Linked DNA regions of Sus scrofa: all the other regions are linked to region 4. A link is a contact called in public Hi-C and HiChIP or PLAC-seq data. All regions are on one chromosome and are shown on one strand. The core of a region is the stretch at or near the end of the contact, and the rest is flanking DNA. Distances in the headings are between cores, read along the strand shown.

Region 1 (5,032 bases), core at 2,372-4,871, 500 kb before region 4:
ATACTAGTCAGATTCATTTCCACTGAGCCATGACAAGCACTCCAAGACAATTTTAAGATGGTAAAAAATGCAACCAATTCTTTCGATCTGCGTTCTTTTACTACCAGTAAGTCTGTCTTTGCTCTACTTTTGTTTGCCAGCCAGCTGCTTTGCTCTTTTCTGTGAATTATGTATTTAAGTCTTTGGCCCATTTTTTCCCGTTAGAATGCCTTTATTTCTGATCCATTTTAATAAGTTCTTTATAAACTAGAAATATTCTTTTCATCCTAATATTTATGACAAATATATCCCCAAATTGTTCTTTGGTTTTTAATTTGCTCATTATTACATTTGATATAAATTTGCATGATTTTCCTTTTGTGATTCCCTCTGGCTTCTCATGTGTTGAAAATGCATCTCCAGGAGTCCCCACTGTAGCTCAGCAGGTTAAGAACTGGACACTGTCTCTGTGAGGATGTGGGTTCCATCCCTGGTCTCGCTCAGTGGGTTAAGGATCCAGTGTTGCTGTGGCTGTGGCGTAGGTTGGCAGGGGCGGCTCCGGTTTGACCGCTGGCCTGGGAACTTCCATATGCCACAGGTGTGGCTGTAAAACGAAAACAAGAGAAAAAAAGTCTCTATACTTACCTGAATGTTCCACCTACATTTTTAAAGGCTTTTCTAAAACGCAACGTAAGTCTCTCTATCATTTGGACATAGTTTGATATACGGTATGAAGTCTAAATGGAACTTGACTTTTCCCAAACGACAAATATTCTCATTTTAGTAGTTGATAAGTATCCCCTTTCCCATGAATTTGTGGTGCCTTTTATCACACGAGATGGTTTTGCATTTCCTGGAATCCCCTTCTAGCTCATTCCATTCTTATTTCTTTTTTTTTTTCATTTATAATGATTTTTATTGTTTCCATTATCGCTGGTTTACAGTGTTCTGTCAATTTTCTACTGTCCAGCAAGGTGAGCCAGTCACACATACACGTATACATTCTTTTTTCATAAGTGACTAGATATGGTTCCCAGTGCTACCCAGCAGGATCTCATTGGTCATCCATTCCAAAGGCAATTGTCTGCATCTGTTAACCCCAAATTCCAATCCATCACACTCTCTCCCCCTCCTCCTTGGCAACCACAAGTCTATTCTCCAAGTCCATGATTTTCTTTTCTGTGGAAAGGTTCATTTGTGCCATATATTAGATTCCAGATATAAGTGACATCATATGGTATTTGTCTTTCTCTTTCTGACTTACTTCACTTAGTATGAGAGCCTCTTGTTCCATCCATTGTTGCTGCAAATGGCGTTCTTTTGTTCTTTTTTATGGCTGAGTAGTATTCCCTTGTGTATATAGACCACATCTTCCTAATCTGTCGATGGACATTTAGGTTGTTTCCATGTCTTGGCTATTGTGAATTGTGCTGCAATCCATTCTTATTTCATTCACCTGTCTATTCGTTTTGGGGGCCACATCCTAGGCATGCAGAAGTTCCCAAGGCCAGGGATCAAACCCATGCCACAGCTGTGACCCAAACCACAGTAGTGATGACGCCAGGTTGTTAACCACTAGGCCACCAGGGAACTCCTACATTTGTCTAATCTCGAACAGACATGCTACAGTATTCTTCTAGAGACTTTATCTTTTCATATCTGGTATGACAATTCTTCCATTTCATTTTCTCTCTGAAAAACATCTTAGGCTGCTCTCGCTGTCTGAAATGGACATCATTCAGTCTATGGAATGTGGATCTCTCTAAAAAAATCCCTTTCACTTAAAAAAAAAACCTTATTCTTATCGGTTTATTCATCCAGATGAAATTTAGAATTTTGACACATTTCCCCAGATCATGTAGAAACTGCTTTTGTGTTTCTGCCCAACCGGAGCGGCGGATATAGTTTTCTTCATATAGGTTCTGCTCAAATCTTGTTATTTTGAATAAATTTATTGTGACCATGGCAAAATGGATGTCCCCAGTCATCTCTGTTCAGGTGACTACCAGTTATTGTTACAATAACATAAAGCAAGGGATTTGCTTAACGGTACTTTCTTGTCTTTTTTTTTTTTTTTTTTTTGATAATAAGACTTCTTGCTTAATTTTATTGTATTAGGCCTCCTTGATGTGTTCAATGGCAGGTGATAAAAGCCATCCTGGAAGTTCCCATCGTGGCTCAGCAGAAAACGAATCTGACTAGTATCCATGAGGATGCAGGTTCGATCCCTGGCCTCACTTAAGGATCTGGCATTGACGTGAGCTGTGGTGTAGGTCGCAGACGTGGCTCAGATCTGGTGTTGCTGTGGCTTGTGGCGAAGGCTGGCAGCTACAGCTCTGATTTGACCCTTAGCCTGGGAACCTCCATATGCCGTGGGAACAGCCCTAAAAAGAGAAAAAGAAAATAAAAAGAAGGCCATCCTGTTTTACTTCTGATTTTAATCAGAATGCATTTGGTATTTCCTATCTATGCTCCACTGTCATTGATAGTTTGAAGTACCTTTTAAAAACCGTGTTCAGGGGAGTTCCCGTCGTGGCTCAGTGGTTAGAATCCGACTAGGAACCATGAGGTTGCAGGTTCGATCCCTGGCCTTGCTCAGTGGGTTAGGGATCCGGCCTTGCCGTGAGCTGTGGTGTAGGTTGCAGACGCCGCTGGGATCCCCGAGTTGCTGTGGCTGTAGCGTAGGCTGGTGGCTACAGCTCCGAATGGACCCCTAGCCTGGGAACCTTCATATGCCACGGAAGCGGCCCAAGAAATGGCAAAAAGACAAAAAAATAAAATAAAATAAAAACCGCGTTCAGAAAGTATCTTGTCATGGAAAGGATGAGAAGGGGGTATGCTTGCTGCTTGAGCAAGCGCACCGGTCGCTCAAACCCTTCCGTTGAGTCTGTTCTGACTCTTCATGAATTATGAATCATTATGCTTTTGCTTTAACAACAACTAATCTCAAGAATCAAGACACAAACTTTTATTTTTTCAAAAGACTCTATAAAGTTTCAAGAACGGATGCCAATATTTACTAATGCCCTTCCCAGCGAGGCCACCAGGCTGTTTCCCTGCCAACAGCGGCTGTTTCAGATCTCCGGGGGTCGAGTCAGCCCTGCGCTTCTTGGACGAAGGTCCCGCAGTCCCTGGATTACTGCGGACGTGGATTTGGTGGCATTTTAGGCGGGAGTCTGACGGCGTCCCGGAAGGTGGCCCCGGGCTGTGGGTCGGGGTCGGCGAGCGCGGGGGCACCGGGCCCCCGTCCCTGGGTGCTGCCTGCATCCCGGGAACTGCCCTTCCTGGAACTTCTCCCCCACAAACCCAAGGGCACAGCATCCTTGTTGGAACCTGGGGAGGCGCTGGTTCTTTGATAACTTTTCCCGTTTCTTCCCTGGTTCATTCCGAGCCGTTTTTGGCAGTTTGGTTGCATCTACTTGGTTTTGTTACAATGAGATCACGAGTCTTGTCCCCGCGGGCAGGTAGCTGCTCCGGGCGGGGACAGAGCAGCCCCCAGCGAGAGCTGGGAGCAGTGCCAAGGGGCCCGGGGCGGGGCCGCACCCCGACTCAGCTCCGCCCTGCGCCGCCGCCGCCGCGCACGCGCTCTGGCCCCGCGCCGGCGCGTGTTGAGCCCTCCCGCGCGCCGTCCTTACCCGGCCTGCCCCGCGCGGCGTTCCCGGAAGTGGGCTTCGCTCTGCCAGCAGCCGGGCCTCGAGTCCGAGCTTCCCGGGTCTGCGCCGTAGCGCAGGGCGGCGGGGCCGACGGGCAGGGCGGGCCGGCTGCCGCCATGGCCGGGACTCAGGACATGTTCGACGCCATCGTGATGGCAGATGAGAGGTGAGTGGCGGGGCTGGCTGGGATTCCCGCGCTTGGCGGGCCGCTCGCGGCCGCTCGGGCCTTGGGGGAGCGCAAAGTGGTCCTGAAGGCGGCTGGAGCGGGAGCCCGAGGTGCCCTTGATTTTCCTTTACGCATCGGCTTTTCGGGGGAGCGCCCAGCTGCTCCTCCAGACCCGCCTCCCCCGGCCCGGGGCTGCCCCACGCATCTGCTCGGCCTAATGAGTGCCTCCCTCCAGGGACGCCGGGGCCGCGGGTGGGACGGGCTTTGCCATCTGGGCGCTGCCCCTTTTCGCTTGTTGCTCAGGGGTCGGACATACGGCAGCATTCACAGACAAGCTGATAAATGTGTCAGGCGTCGTCCTTTCCCCCTTGGGCCGTGCCGGGGGGAGCCGGGGGTTGCTTTGTGCAGTCTTCCAGCGCCCGGCCCGCCAGAGACATCCGTAGATGTCAGTTGGGAGAGAGAGGGAACATCAGACAGTCGTCCGCTGACGTTTCCCTGGAGCTTGCTGTGAATGGGACAGGGAGCAGAGTATTGAACCCCTTTATCTATTTTAATTCTGCTTGTAAAGTAGATCTTATCCGTCATCCTGTCTTTCAGGGCAGGAGGCAAGGTCAACTCCCAGAGCCACACAACGGCAAGGGAGAGCTGTACACGCTCCTCCCTGGGGACTCCAACAAGCTCCTTTCCCTGGGGTGGCTGCATGTTCTGCTGGTGTCCGTTCCCCTGCTGAGCCCTCAAAGCCACAGCCTTTATTATACCACAGGCCCCACAGTCATGGTACGTCTCGTGGTGATCCGATGGCGTTTCTCCCAGCCAGTCTCCAGAGATGCGGCAGAAGGCCCTGTGATAGGTGGCAGAGTGCTTTGAAGCCCTTGACCCAGCACTCTAGCTCACCCACTCACAGAACTGGAGGCTGGCGACCTGGCTGCTGGCTCATCAGCTGAGAAATGTCAAAAAGTAGATTTCCTGGGCCTGACTCCAGACTTGCCCTGACTGGGGAGGCTCCTGGATTTGTATCTTTGGAATTTTCCTGTGTGTCTCTGGTGTTATGCCAGATTTGGGGCTCTCTGGCTTAGCCCCCCTTATAGAAGAGGTGAACTGGGCTTCGGGAGGTTCAGCGATTTGCCAGAGGAAAGACGGAGGGAGGGAGGGAGCAGGGCTTGGAACCTGAGTGAATTCTCTTCTCTTTCTGCTGTTCTGAGTCGGGTCTTGCTGGGTCTTGGGTTGTGGTGGA
Region 2 (4,634 bases), core at 1,066-3,565, 420 kb after region 4:
CAATGCAAAAATTTATCTTTAAGAAGCAAACCTCACCTTTGTTGAGTCTTCATTTCATCACTGTTCATTTTCTGCCCTGTTATGGTCTGATTCTCAAATTCCCAAGTCGTTAATTGAAACCAGAAAGTTTTTGTTTTGCTATACTTTATGCAAAGCTCGGTTTCTTGTCTAAAGCAGTCTCCCTCCTGATCTTCAGTGAGTTACACCCGCAAGACGCCCCTCTCCACTTAAGACTGAGTCCACCCGAGTGACACTGCCTGTGCAGCAAAGCAGCCCGGTCCCAGGCAAGGAACACGGGGGGAGGCGAGCGTGGTTCCAGCACCAGAGAGAAGAGCACAGGGCAGGAATTAAAAGCCTGGGAGTACATGTGTGACTTAGTGGATGGCATTTTGTTAGCTATTCTAGACTCCCTGATCAGATATACTGAGATATAAAACAGCTTCCAAAGCACCCCTCCGGGAAAACAGTTATTGCCCAAACTATCGTCACTGAAGCACATACACAGTGAAGTTCAACACACAGGAACCTCCCGAGCCTCGGTAAGAACCAAGAGTACCCTGAGAAGCTCGGGAGCTATTGATTTGGGGGCCAATCACACTTCAGAAGTAGTATCCAAAAGTACAGCAGGAAGAGAATCCAACTGGAGCTCCTGGGGAGCTTTTCCCTATTTAACCATCTCTGAAACTAACCATTCTGAAGCACCAGGGCTCATTACTCCAGGAAACGTTTGCAACTTAACGAATCTTCAACCACTCCTCCCCTGAAAAAAATTACAATACACTTCCAGGTCACTGTCTCAGCCCAAATGACTCTAAATACACAGACCTTTCTAAAGACACTCGCCCAAAGCCAGGACTGAAAACACTCATTTACCTTCCTAATGGTATATAAATATTTAAAACATCAAACCTAATAATAGCCATTAATTTCTAAGCTGATTCTTCGTGCCAGGCACCATTTGTAGCTGCTTTACACGTATTAACTCATTTACTCCTGGCAAACTCAGGAGGCAGACACAGTTACAGAAGCAGCAGTGAAGAAAGTGATGAAGCCAAGATGTGAAACCAGGCAGTCTAACTCGAGAGCAAAGAGAGCGCAGGCACCAGCACCACTTAGGAGACTCCAGCGGCTGGAAACCTGGACTCGCTTTCCCACTGGCTGCCTACCTGCAACTTGACCTTGAGGACAAAACCCAAGTAAGCCTCCCGTTCACAAAATACGACAAGAGCCTCGTTAACAAGTGCGGCGAGGACGAAAGTGCCCCTCCCATAAAAGCAAAATATAAACAAAGCTCGACCCGACCCACGGAGAAAGTAAGAATCGAGAGCACTGCACGAAGCTCTGAGGCTGAGACGTCAGGACACACAGGGACCTCCAAGGACTCGCTCGGTCTACGCACAACCAAGGGTCCAAGTTGTGCCGAGAGCAGGCGGGACGGAGGAGGAAACCCCTCCAAGTTAACGGCGAGAGAGCTTCTTTAAGAGGGAGGTTCTTGCTGCCGAAAGAAGGACCACCCCCCAGCCCCCCGCAAGCTCATATTCGCCAGGGAGACCTTCGCGACCAGGTCTACGCTGGAGTCGCAGCACCGGAGTGGAAAAAAAATCGCTCGGAAGGAGATTTAAATACTCCGGGCCCGGCTCTGCGTATTCCGATGACTCTGCGGCGAAGGAGCAGAAACCCACAGAACTTGTTTCCCGGAGAGCGGAGTCCAACAATGGCCTTCGCGAGGCTCCGGCGAGCGGCCGCCTTAACTTGACACGCTCCGGGGCCCGCGCCCAGCGAAGTTCTCCGGGGCCGGCGGGCGGCGCTCGGGGCCGCCGGCCGGGGCGGAGCGGGCCCCGCCGGGCTAGGGGCGCGCCCGGTCGCCGCCGCGCCAGGCCGCGGACGTCCGCGCGGGCGCAAAGTTCGCCGCCGGGCCCTCGTCCCGCCTCGGCGCCCGGCCCGGCGCGGCCCCCGCGGCCCGCAGCGGGCGAGCCGGGCGGCTGACAGGCGCGGGCGGGGACGGCCCCGGAGCCGGGGCGCCGCGCCTCCCCGGCCGCGGAGCGGCGAATTCCGGGGGGGAGGGGAGGGGGCCGGGACGCTCCCTCCCCGCGCCGCCGAGGCCGGGCGGAGGGGCCGCCCCGCCGCCCGCGCGCCGCGCACCCCGCGCGACGGCCCGCTCCGCCGCCCCCTCCCCCTCATTACCTGGAGGTGCCCGCGACTCGCCGCTAGTTGCGCTCAGGCGGGAAACGCGCTCACCGACACCATCAGCGAAGCGCCCAAAATGGCGGACGTATCAAGCAGGCCTTGAGTTCCCCCCGCCCTCCCTCCGGCCGCCTCACGGCCAATCATGGCCCTGGCCCCGCCCCCAGTCCCGCGCTCATTGGCCTCCCTCTCCCGCCCCCTGTAACCTATTGGATCACCCTGCGGCCCCGTTGCACGCACGCCGATTGGCTGGCAGACCTCGTCAGTCAAGCGAGAGGGGCTCATCCTTTTCCCATGGACTTGACGGTTCCGGAACCTCTAGGACCCGGGAGTCTGGAGAAACAAATCAGAAACCGAGAGAAACCTGGCTGGGTCCCCCTACGCCGTAGCAACAGCAGGGCCTCCGCTTGACCGACGCTTCGGACCACCAATCCGATAGCCAATGCTTTTTAAAACTAAAATGAGCCAAACCAATCATGGCCATAGAGATGGGAACTGCAAGGGAACCAATGGGGTACCAAGACCGGAGGGCGGGCAGGCGGGCCCGAGGGCCTGAAGGAAACCGGTGATGACGTGAGCCACAATGTGTTTCGGCGGCGGAAATTAGCCAGGGTTGGGGAATTAGCTCAAGTGGTAGAGCGCTCGCTTAGCATGTGAGAGGTAGCGGGATCGATGCCCGCATTCTCCACTGTAGACTTTTAGAAGGGGGGTGTGGGACTTTCCTGGTCAAAGTCACGCTCCTTTCCCTGGGTGCCCGCACTGGGAGTCTATCAGAGTGAAGGTGGGGAGTCCCATACAGCTTACGCCGACTCCCCAGCCTCCGCGAGGGACCAGATTGCGGGAAGATAGGAGTCCTCGTTTTGCCTTGCGGAAGGATTGACACGCGAGCTTCTCCCAAAATTCTCCTCTGGCGCCCTGCCACTCCCCGCCCTCCCCGAGACAGCCCACTCAGCCATCTCCCCCCGCCCCCTGCTCCTAAAGAGAGCCACCCCAGAGAGAGCCGACGCTTGGAGATGCGGCCTCCTTCCTAAAAGCCGGCAAAACGCCGTGTATGGTCACGTGTAAATCAACTGCATGCGGTGGGGGGAGGCTTGCGGGGCCCGCTGCGGGGGAGAGAGTGCTAGGGGCACTAGTGCTCGTGGGCAGCCCTAGTGTGCACTTAGTCTATGCCCAGCCTGCGGGGGTGCGTGGGGAGCAGAGGGTCCCGGCTCTGACGTCAGACTCCTCCAGTCACAGAGTGGTGGGGTCTTCCTGAGCCGGAGGCAATCCGACCCTCAGGACAGCGAGAGCAGAGCTCTGCGCTAACTCCCGGAGACCTGAGACCCCAAGGTGGGGCCTTGGAACAGGTTGGGTTGTTCTGAGAGAGACACGGGGCGGGAGAGGAAGTGTCCGAAGTGACCGGGTCTCCGGGCCTTGAGACCAGTGCCACCCTGCCTAGGGGGAAATCACCAGCACCGGTGCTCAGGGGAGAGTCAGAATGAGGGCTCGGGGCAGGGAGGTCTGCCTGCCAGCAGGTCTCTCCCGTGACACTGGCTTGGGCAGAGATGGCCTCTCAGGCCCAAGGAGGGGAGGCAGGGAGTTCCTGTTGTAGCTCAGGGGCCTAAGAATCCGACTAGGATGCATGACACTGGTTCTATTCCTGGCCTCACTCAGTGGGTTAAGGATCTGGTGTGGCTGTGGCTGTGGCATACACTGGCAGCCCCTTGTCTGGAAACTTCCACATGCTGTAGGTGAGGCCCTAAAAAGACTAAAAATAGGGAGGGGAGACAGGCTCCCTGTGGGGCTTCCCCAGAGGACCTCCCAGGCCTGAGACATGTGACAGAGCTTGGCCACTGGGGGTAGCGGATGGCCACACCAGCAGTTTTGGCCACTGGGCTGCCTTCCAGACGCAGTTCTCTGCACCCCACTTGCCCAGGCCGGAGGCTCCCTCCACCCCACCGACTCAGGTTCTCTGAGCGCCGAAGCCAAAGGCAGAGAAAATGGGAGCCCAGCTGGAATTGGGTGGACAGGCCCCTCCCCCAGCTCACTCCTTCCGCAGAGCCTGTGGCTAGAGGCAGAAGTTCTGGAAGGAGTTCGTTGCTGGTAGTCCCAGAACAGGAGCATCACCCCATTTATGTGTTAGGTAACTGAGACCCTGAAAGCATTCAGACCTCGGCTGTGGCCCACACTGGCTGAGTGACCTCAGCTGGGCGACCTGAGCTCCCTGGCTGTCCAGGTCTTATCTGTAAAGTGCTGGTGATCTACCAACTTGTGTCCATCCTGTAAAGGGTACTGGGCCTCTAGGGAGGCAGCCACCAGGGGCAGAAGTTGGGTGCATTGATTCTGCTGCGCAGAGAGGCTTGGTGCCTCGCCCAAGGCCACACAGCCACCAAGATGGAGACTAAGTGCTTGGTGCAGAGGGGGAGGGGGAGGGACCCAAATACAGGTGACTGGGCAGGGGCGGGGGGGGG
Region 3 (4,799 bases), core at 1,669-4,168, 470 kb before region 4:
ACGAAGGTCTGCGCGTGTTTGCGGATGATCTGTTTGTTCTCCTCGGCCACCGGCATTTTGGAGAGGAAGTGCTCGATGAAGTCGTGCGGGGTCATGGCCGCCAGGTTCCACTTGAGTTTGTTCACCAGGAGCAGCTCCATTTGCTGGGGAAATGGGGGGACCGGGCATAAAGAGAGGCGCAGGCATGGATCCCAGTGGGACAGGGGGCGGGGAGAAAGGACTGGGGGGCGTTGGAGGGTCCGGGACCTGGAGGGACAAAGCGCGACCCCACATCTATACAGGAAGGGTGTCGCCGGCAAAGGCTCCTGCGTTTAATTAAGCCGACCCTTCCTCGAGTGGGGACCAGAAGACCGCCCACACCTGGAACGCGAGCCCGGGACGTTGGCGCAGGCTCCGCGAGGCTGCCGCTAGAGGGCGCGCGTCGCCCACTTTTCGCGGCCTTAGGGAAGCAGACGCGGGGGGAGTCGGACAGAAAGGGTGAGGCGGGGCAGCCAGGATGCGGGGCGGCGAGGGTCTCACCCGCTCCCGCCCGCTCCGCGAGAGGGGCCCCACCAGCGTGGCCGTCCTCTCCGGGGGCCGAGAGTGTGTCAGCGGCCCGCCGGGACTGCCTGCTCCCCGCACCTCCCCCACCCCCGGGGTCCCGCGGCTAACGGAGGGTCCCGGGGCGGTGGGGGTCCCAGGGTTACCAGCAGCTCGTCCGGCCGGATGGAGTTGTCGGTGTAGATGCACAACTTCTCGGCCGTCAGGGGGATGGTCTCCTTCATCTTCGAGGCCACGAACATGCAGGTGGCTCCCAGCAGCTGCAGGCGGCTCTTTTTCACGGGCTCCAGGGACAGGAAGCGGTCCAGGTAGTTCATGGCCAGCGGGAAGACCTCCTCCTCGCACTTCTGCTCCTCGCAGACCTGCAGGGGCACCGGGGGCCGTGACCGCCGCCGCCGCCGGGAGCGCCCGGCCCCCTCTGCGGAGACTTGGCGTCCCCCGCCCCGCTCCCGCCAGGGTTGGCTTCGGGTACCCGAGCGTGCGGAGGGTCGGGGCAGGGGGCGGCAGGAGCTTCTGCCGACGCGCCCCCTCCCCCGAGAGTCCCTAATGCCCACCCACCACGAAACTGAAAGGGAAAGTCCCCGGGAGGCTGGCACAGTGGAGCGGGAGCGGGCACTGCTGGGCGGCGTGTGCCGCTCGCGGGCTGCGGGTCCCCGAGACCCCGGCCCGCGTGGGTGCCTCGGGACCCTCCAAGCTTGGGGTGGGCACCAAATGGGGTGCAGGGCCGTGGGGCGGGCCGTGGGGCTGGGCGCCGCGCTCGCAGCGCCTGCGAGACACAAAGGTGGCGTCCCAGGCCGCCGAGCCGCATTTCCCCAGACGTCATCTTTTCAAAAAATATTTAAAAATATAAAAAAAATAACTGGGTACATAAAAAACCCCTGAAAATGACCCTCGGGCGGTCCTTTACCCGGGCCGGGGGTCGAGAGCTCGCTGCAGGCTCAGGGGAGAGCCCCAGGAATTCGAACTCGGAGCCCCCCTCCCCCTGGGCGCGGGCGCCGTTTCCCTCTCGCAAGGGCACCACGCCGCACTTTCAGAAATTATTTTAAAATACTTGCGGTGCCCGTAGGAGCCCACTGAAGGCCTGAAAACGTGCCCCGGGCCCCCGGCTCCCTCCACACAGGTCCCCCAAGTTGAGACCCCTGCAGATGAGAGTCAGCCCCCAGCGTCTTGGGGGCCACACGACCTTGCAGCCCGGCGTGCTCTCCGGCCCAAGCTGGCCTTGCGGGGCGCCCCGGGACTCGCTGCTTTAACAAAGGGGCCCTCTTTCCCGAGTGGGGTCCCCGCACAACTGCCCGAGTTCTGTCCCCGCGCCCCTCCCGCCGGTTCCCGGTGGCCGCGCGGCCCCTCGCGGCGGCCCCAAGCGCCTCGCCGGTCGCTCCCCGCCCCCACCCTGCCCCCAATTATTAATAAACACTTTTGCTTTGCAATAAAAGAACAAAGATGGCGCATAATACTGGCACGAGTGGCCCTTGCATACGTGTCCATGGATATTAATTTAAAAATCAAATCTATGCCCCCTCCCCCTGGAGCTGGAGATTCAGCGGCCGCGCGGCGGGGAGAGGAGGCGCAGCGGGGCTCGGGCGCAGGCGGGGGCTGCGCGGTGGCGGTCCAGGCGGGGGCTACAAAGGGCGCCCAGCCTGCGGGCCCACACCCTGAAGCCAACTGGGGTGCCCTTGACAGTGGCTTTGCCCGAAGGTACACGTCTTCGACCCCCCCCCCCACGAAGGGAATTTCTAATGACCCCACCCCCACTTCTTCCTCGTTCAAAAAATACCCACAATATCTATATATTTTGGAATTACGATTCCTAGCAACACTCCAGCAAACTTCAAAGTTGGGGTGAGAGAGAAGGGAGGGAGATGAGTGGCAAAGAAATGTGGGTTTGCGCAACAAGTCGCAGAAAAGTGCTAAGAGAGCCGCCCGAAGCCCCGCACCTCCAGCATCCAGGTGGCCACGATCTTCCGCATGGAAGGCAGGATTTCCTTCTGCACGCACTTGAAGTAGGACACGGAGGGCGAGCAGGTCTCCTCCGCCTTGAGCATGGCCCGCAGCACCCGATCGTTGAGGAGGTTGGCATCGGGGTACGCCCGGCGGATGGTCTCCATCTCGCAGCACAGGAGCTGGTGTGCCATGGCTGGGGCTCTGCTAGGCGGCTTGGGGCGGCGGTGGGTCCCGGGCTGGGTCCGCGTTCGGCTTTAGCTCCTGCTGCCCCCGTGCTCCCTCGAGCTCTTCTGCCCCTCGCCGGAGCGCGCGGACGCTGCTGCTCGCTGCTACTGCGCCGACAGCCCTCTGGAGGCTCTAGGACTTTGCAACTTCCAACAGAACTCCCCTGTAGTCCGTGTGACGTTACTGTTGTTAAGCAGAGATCAAAGCCGGGCAGAGAATGGGAGCGGGAGGGAGGGGGGGCGGGCTCAGGGGGAGGGGGCGCGGGCGCCGAGCGCCGGGGAGCGGCGAGGGGCAGAGCCCAAAAGCCATCCCGGAGGCGCCGCGCCTGCCCTAAGCGGAGTTGCCCCCGAAACTTGGTTTTCATAGAAACGCAAATCGCCCCGCGGGGAAGAGGGGTGCAGGGGGGTCCTGTCCACCCCGAGTGGGCCCCTTAGGATTTGGGGGGTTGTGTATAGGTGGCTCTGCAGAGGGGGACGACTAGGAGGGCGGGCAGGCCACACGCAGCCGGGCAAGACCGCATGGAAGGGGGACTCTGGGGTTCGGTGACACCCTCTACCCGAGCCAGGAGAATGGGTGCATTTCCGAAAACGCCACGAGGGCACCCACGGGCGGAGAGGCAGCCTAGGAATCTTAGCTTCTGTGTCTTCTTTCATTTTCATCAACACGTGTAAATTTCAGGAACCATTTAACATTCAGGGACGCAGAGCCGGCAACCCTTGTGGAGGCTTCATTCCGGCACACAGGGGGGTCGTTGCAATGCCCGAGGGAGGAACCCTAATGGTTAAGCATATTTCAGCCTAGCATGCGCTCGCTCAAAAATAAAATAAAATAAATGCCCGAAAATTCCAGCAGCAGCCCAAGATGGTGGCCAGCGTTTCCTTCATCCTGTCCTCCGCGCCTGGGGGATCTGCAGGCTGTCTTCCCACCTTGGCCAGTCCTTTCTTGCGGGGGTTCCCCAATCCCCCCATCCTTGCCCTGTCCTGGCAATTTAACAGCTAGAAAAACACCCTGAAAGGAAGGCTGCAAAATACTGGTCTCTGTCCTGCCTCATTTTTAAAAATTAAAAATGAAGTTAAATCCCTGGAACTACTAGTCCCCTCTCCGCCTGGGACGAGACCACCGGAAGCTTCCTAATTGGTTTTGTTGGGGGTGTGGACCTCTCTTCACCTTTAGAATTTGCCCTGGGGCTGCATTCGTGAGCCTGACGGGGATGGCAGGGGCTGGCAAAGAGCAGAACAATTACAGGTTACAGAAATGGCTGTATTGATCTGATGATTTTAAACAAAACCTATGTATCTTCGTGGTTATACAAGAGTCCCCAATATTATTCCAAACTTTTAAGACATATCAAAGAATATATGACGTTTTTTAAAGTTAAAGATTCAGGCTCTTCTTCGGTGCTTATTTTTAAATTGAAAGAACATTTTACGCATACTTCACTTTTTATTTTTTTTAGTTTTTACACTACCTGACCCCCATTAAGAAAAATGTTCATTTACTCCCCTCAGTATAGTTTGGTGTCATCAAACCACCATACACCCTAAGGTTAAAGGCTCAAAGAAAACTTATTAAAAAGCCCCCTCCCCTTCGCAAGGGCGCACGCAATACCAACCCCCCTTCAAGGGAGGGTTCTTCCCGCGCCCCCTCCCCGCCGAGAATTAGGGTTTACTAATATTCCAGGTCCAGGCAGCTAATTACCCCCGGCTCACACCTCGGGATCGCTGGGTGGCGGGACCAGGGAGCACCCACCGCCCTGTCCCCGCCCCCGCCGCCCCCTGGCCCCCAGGCTCAAGTTGGCCCCCGGGGCGCTAGAGCCTTGAAGCCTCAGCCCGCGCACGAGGGCGGCCGGGCTGCTTTTTCATTCATAAAATCCCGACCGGGCGGCTGCCGGGATGATTTATGGGGCTGCGAGCTACCACCCGGCTGCTTCTGTCCCGGGGGGCGAGGGGCCCGAGCCCCGCGTGCGCCTGGACCTGGCCCGAGGCGGACTGGCAACGATGAGGGGCAGCGGGTCACAAAGAGGATCGCCCACTCAGGCAAAACGGGCTCCGGGTCCAGGAGGGAGCTTCCCCCTAACTCGGGAGAAAGACAGA
Region 4 (4,744 bases), core at 843-3,342:
CACATCAGCCTCGCCGGTCCCCCTGCCCCAAGCCTCCCCTCTCCAACAGCCCAGTATAAACCTCCCTCTGGCTCCAGCCCCCAACTCCAGCCCCGCTCCCTGGCCAGGGTCCTGACCAGCTCCCTGTGAGACCCCGGGCAAGCCCCGTCACCTCTCTGTGCCTCAGTTCCTGCAGCCCCTACACAGCACGGCCGATGGGCGGGCTGCATGGGTTACTGTAGGGTGAGAGCTACGCACGGGAAGCCATTCATAAACATTCGTCGTCACTGTTGTTCTCAAAGCCGCTTCCAGAGAATAGCAGTCCTGGGCTCTGACTTTCCCTAATCCCTGACCAGGAACGAGAAAAGGACTATCCCCGCCCTGTGCTCATGGCCCATGAGGGAGGGTGAGTCAGGACCTGACCACAGGGCCCAGGGGGCTCCGCGGGACACCCAGCAGCAGCCTTCCCCCACCATGGTTGGGAGGAGAGTCAGGCAACAGGACAGGAAGCCCCTAAGCTCAGGGCCCATCCGGGAGCCTCGCACGGGAGCTGGGTACAAACTCAATGAGGACCCGCAGAGCCTCGCTGGACAGCCTGGCCAGGGACATCCAGAACAGTGTCCTGTGCACGTTTGCAGAAGCCACCACCAAGGCCCTGGTGTCAGGACAGAGAACCCTCCCCAGAGTCCCCCTCCCCAGCCACACTGCCTGCCCTGGCTCCTCTCCCTGCCACATGGCTCTCCTGCCTGGTGTGTGCTCTGCCAGGGCTGGGACCAGCAGTGATCATGGCCCTCCGCCCGGAACAGCCATTGGCACCGACATGCACCAGTGATGCCACCCAGCCAGGCACCTGGATTCTGAATCCTCACAACACCCCCACCCCTAGAGCAGCCCCCATGACCACGGCCCTCTTACTGAGACTCAGAAAGATTAGGCACCCTGCCAAGGTCACACAGCCGGCAGCACCAGAAAGGAGGCCAGACGTCCAGACACAAAGTCTGCGTCCCCCCAGAATGCCACCAAGTCCCATGTCCCTTGTCCAGGGCCCTGGGAGGTCTGCATGGGCTGGATGGACAAAGGGAGAGCCTCTGAGATGGGAAGGTGGATTTATTTTCCACCTCCTGTCAGGGAGCTGCCCCAATATCCCATGAATGGGCGCATACTACAGACATGTCCCCAACACAGGAAGTGGCCCCAGGATGGCCCAGAGTGGGTGCCTGCAGCCGCTGTGACAGATCTCAGGGCTGTGATACTGGACAGGTCCTGGAGACTCTCTGGGCCACAGTTTCCCCCTCTGTAAAACGAGGCTGAGGCCCCTCCTTCCCTAACTCAGCACCCAAGCCCTGGGTGTCTGGCCAGCACACCCTCCCCACCCTCCCAGGATTCAGCAATCTCTCACGGATAAACAGGAAGGGCAGGAGAGAGTTGCAGAAGACGGTGGGAGGAAGCTGTCCTGTCCCGGGGAGGCATACCCAAGCTCACAGTTCACCCCCAAGTGGGTTCGAATCTCACTTCGGTCACTTCCTGGCTGTGTGACCTTGGGTAGGCGAACGCCCCTCTCTGTGCCTCAGTTTCTCCCATAAGAACTGGGGAAAACGGAAGTGCTGCCTCCTTGGAGTCACCAAGCAAATCGACGGAAAGCAGGAGCAAGGGTCCGCCCAGGGCCACAGCGGGGTGAGGAGGGCCGCAGGGACCTGCCTGCCCCCGGGCTCAGGAAGGCCTCTCGGCCCGGCCGGCCGGGGGCAGGGAACAACGCCCCGCATCAGGGGTCTGCAGGGCGAAGCCGCCCCGTCATCGGGAAGGCGGCTCCCTTGCGCCCGGCACCGCCCTGGCTCGCTCGGACCCCGGCCGGGGGCATGCCCGAAGCGACAGCAGTGACGCGGAGAGGGCGGGCGGGACCCCCACGCGCCACCTCCGCGCTGCCCGGCCCTTCCCCTGGCCGCGGCTCACCGGGGCCGACTTGGACGCTGCCGCAGGCGGCTACACCCGGCGTGCAGTAGCGGCCGCTGCCGCCGCGGGCCCGGCTCAGAAGCGGCTCCGATTCCTCCTGGGGCTCCGCCATAGGGTCACCGCCGCCTCGGGGTCACAGAGTCGCAAGACTCAGAAGTCGGACTCCACGGCGCAGGCGCAGTGTCCCCGCCCCTGAGTTCGGGAGGAGGCGGGGACAGCACTGTGATGTAAGGGCCGCCCCTTCAGTACTAGCCAATGATGACAGAGATCTCTCTCTTGGAGGCGGGACTTATCCGACCACGCCCCATGGTGGGTGGGGCTCAGCTTCCTTCCCTCGGGAGAGGTCGAAGGACCCTCCTAGGGCTGGGGAAATGCTTTCTCAGCGGGTGGTAGGGCAGCTGCGTCAGCACCACGTGGGCACTGGTTAGAAAAGCACATTCTTGGGCCTTCTCAGAAGCTCTGGAGCAAGGCGCTGGAATCTGTGTTTGGCACGTGAGTTTTGAGCATGTGGGGGGTGACCCCAAAGGTCATCCCCCAAATGGAAGTTGATATTGAAAGTTGTAAGATTAAATATGATTGAGGGAAAACTTCAAAAAGACAAATGATGCACTTAAAGAAAATATTTACACTATATGCAAAAAGCGTTTCCGGTGTTAATACATAAAGCGCTTTTTTCTGTTGCTGTGGTGACACATTACCACAAACTTAGCTTAAAACAACTCCCACTTATTATCTCTAAATCCTGGAGGTCAGAAGTCCAGCAGCTTGGCTGGGCTCTCATCTCAAGGCCAAACTCAAGAGGGAGTTCTTTGGTGGCTCAGCAGATTAAGGATCCATCATTGTCACTGCTGTGGCGCAGGTAAGTCACTGCTGTGGCGTGGGTTCGATCCCTGGCCCTGGCATATCTGCATGCCATGGGCGCAACTAAAAAAAAAAAGATTGTACTCAGAGCCAAAGTCAAGGTTTGAGCCAGGCTCATCCAGGTGGTTGGCAAAATCCACCGCCACAGGGGCTAGGACTGAGGTGTCCACTTCTCACTCGGTATTGGCTGGGGGTCACTGTCAGCTCCTGGAAGCCACTGCATTCTTCTGCTTGGGCCCCCTCCATCATCAGAGCCCACAAGAGCACACTGAATCCTTCCCATACTTTGAATAAGATGCTCCAAGATGCAGCAACAGTGCTTCCCCCTCTGCAGCATCTCTTTGCTTTTTTAAGGGCTCATGTGATTACACTAGACACATCAAATAATCCAGGATCATCTCCTTATTTTAAGATCAGCTGATTAGTAACCTTAATTACATCTACGTAATCTCTTTTGACATCTAACCAACCATAACCACAGGCATGATGGGGAGGGGGGGGTCATGGGACCTAAAATTGTGCCCCCACAGAATTAAAAATTAAATAGGAGGAGTTCCTGTTGTGGCTCAGCAGGTTAAGAACTCGCCATGGTCTCATGAGGATGCAGGTTTGATCCCTGGCCTTGCCCGGTGGGTTAAGGATCCTGCATTGATGAAAACGGGGGTGTATGTCGCAGATGAGGCTCCAGTCCAGCCTTGCCGTGGCTGTGGCGTAGGTGCAGGACCTTCCACGTGCTGCAGGGAAGGCCATTAAAAAAAAAAAAAAAAAAGTCAGCAAGGAAAAGATAAAATTCCCCAAAGGTGGGAAAGGAGCTAAGGACAAGAACCAGAAGTTTACCAACAAAGAAATATCAACAACTAATGTTTGAAGCAAAGCCATGACTCCTTAGAAGACAGACGTGCAAATTAAAATAACAGCGAAATCCTTGAGCCCATCAGTTGGTCAGGATTTAAGAGATGATAACAGCTCTGTATCCCAGGAGGGTGGAGAGAAATCACAGGCTGTATTCATGGCTTTGGTTTGTTTGTTGTTGCTGTTTTTCTGTTTAGGGCCGCACCCTTGGCATATGGACGTTTCCAGGCTAGGGGTCAAATTGGAGCTGTAGCTGCCAACCTGTGCCACAGCCACAGCAACATGGGATCCAAGCTGCCTCTGGATCCTTAGTCCGCTGAGCGAGGCCAGGGACCGAACCCTCATCCTCATGGATGGTGGTTGGGTTCGTTACTACTGAGCCACAACGGGAACTCCCTGTTCCTTTTTTACACAATCGGCATACATTTGAAAACCTGAAAAAAGGGAAGATATTTTTATTCTGAAAAAGGAAACAATAGATGCACACAGCTCTTTGCCAAACAGGCCCATCCCCCGAGGACTTGTCTTTACTGTAATTAAAGAATTCCTTTGATGTTTATACAAACTCAGGAGGCCCAGGCGGGAACGCAGTGCTGTGTAAGCGTTTACAAGGACTTCATGGGTCGAGGCTGGTTTGGAGGCAGGTGGGGCTCAAAGAAGGGGCTGTCCAGAAAGGGCAGACAGAAATAAGTTTTTTCAGATGCCAGTGTGTTATTCCTAGTAGGCCCAAACCGTCCCTGGGGTGCAGACAGATGGCCCCTGGGTGTCCAGTCCTAGCTTTCAGTAAGTCAGCCTGGCACTTACGGGTCCCCTGGGGGAGAGGAAGAGCTGGTGCCATCTGGGTAGCCATGGGTAACCGGCACAGCCTGGTCATCCCAGGCATGGGTCTCCTGGGCCTGGGGGCCCTGGCTGAAGGGGACAGGACCCAGGAGCAGTGCTGACCAGGGAGAGAAATCAGAGAGACCCACCAGCCCAGCCATGATGTGACCTCAGGCACTTCACAGCCCCTTCCTCTTCTGTGAAGTGGGATCCTAGCAAACCCAAGACCTCGCCCTGTGAGGCGTGCAGGGGTCACACAGGCCCTCAGGAATTTCCAGGCGAC

Evidence for each region. A called contact is a pair of places that touch in the nucleus more often than the background predicts. HiChIP or PLAC-seq counts read pairs in DNA pulled down with a chosen protein or histone mark.
Region 1: an H3K27ac HiChIP or PLAC-seq map of alveolar macrophages shows a contact between it and region 4. The contact joins the promoter of ORAOV1 here to the promoter of TPCN2 in region 4. A contact is called at or near these places in 1 of 5 promoter capture datasets (liver) and 1 of 2 datasets of contacts at active chromatin or transcription factors (alveolar macrophages).
Region 2: a contact with region 4 is called in a Hi-C map of epiblast stem cells, with 2.8 times the contacts expected there. The contact joins the promoter of PPP6R3 here to the promoter of TPCN2 in region 4. A contact is called at or near these places in 4 of 47 Hi-C or Micro-C datasets (epiblast stem cells, heart right ventricle, liver and 1 more).
Region 3: a contact with region 4 is called in a Hi-C map of liver, with 5 times the contacts expected there. The contact joins the promoter of CCND1 here to the promoter of TPCN2 in region 4. A contact is called at or near these places in 2 of 47 Hi-C or Micro-C datasets (embryonic fibroblasts and liver) and 1 of 2 datasets of contacts at active chromatin or transcription factors (alveolar macrophages).

The regions. Positions count from the first base shown.
Region 1 is chr2:3,603,984-3,609,015 of Sscrofa11.1, forward strand. ORAOV1 (oral cancer-overexpressed protein 1) reads left to right here and starts at 3,622. Exons shown (of 5, transcript XM_021082685.1): 1 at 3,622-3,798. The coding sequence starts at 3,749.
Region 2 is chr2:4,521,106-4,525,739 of Sscrofa11.1, forward strand. It overlaps PPP6R3 (serine/threonine-protein phosphatase 6 regulatory subunit 3), which reads right to left and starts at 2,316. Exons shown (of 26, transcript XM_021082696.1): 1 at 2,185-2,316. It overlaps TRNAA-AGC (a tRNA gene), which reads left to right and starts at 2,800; the gene lies at 2,800-2,872.
Region 3 is chr2:3,630,462-3,635,260 of Sscrofa11.1, forward strand. CCND1 (G1/S-specific cyclin-D1) reads right to left here and starts at 2,919. Exons shown (of 5, transcript XM_021082686.1): 1 at 2,475-2,919; 2 at 687-902; 3 at 1-143. The coding sequence starts at 2,672.
Region 4 is chr2:4,102,950-4,107,693 of Sscrofa11.1, forward strand. It overlaps TPCN2 (two pore calcium channel protein 2), which reads right to left and starts at 2,093. Exons shown (of 26, transcript XM_021082688.1): 1 at 1,930-2,093. The coding sequence starts at 2,041.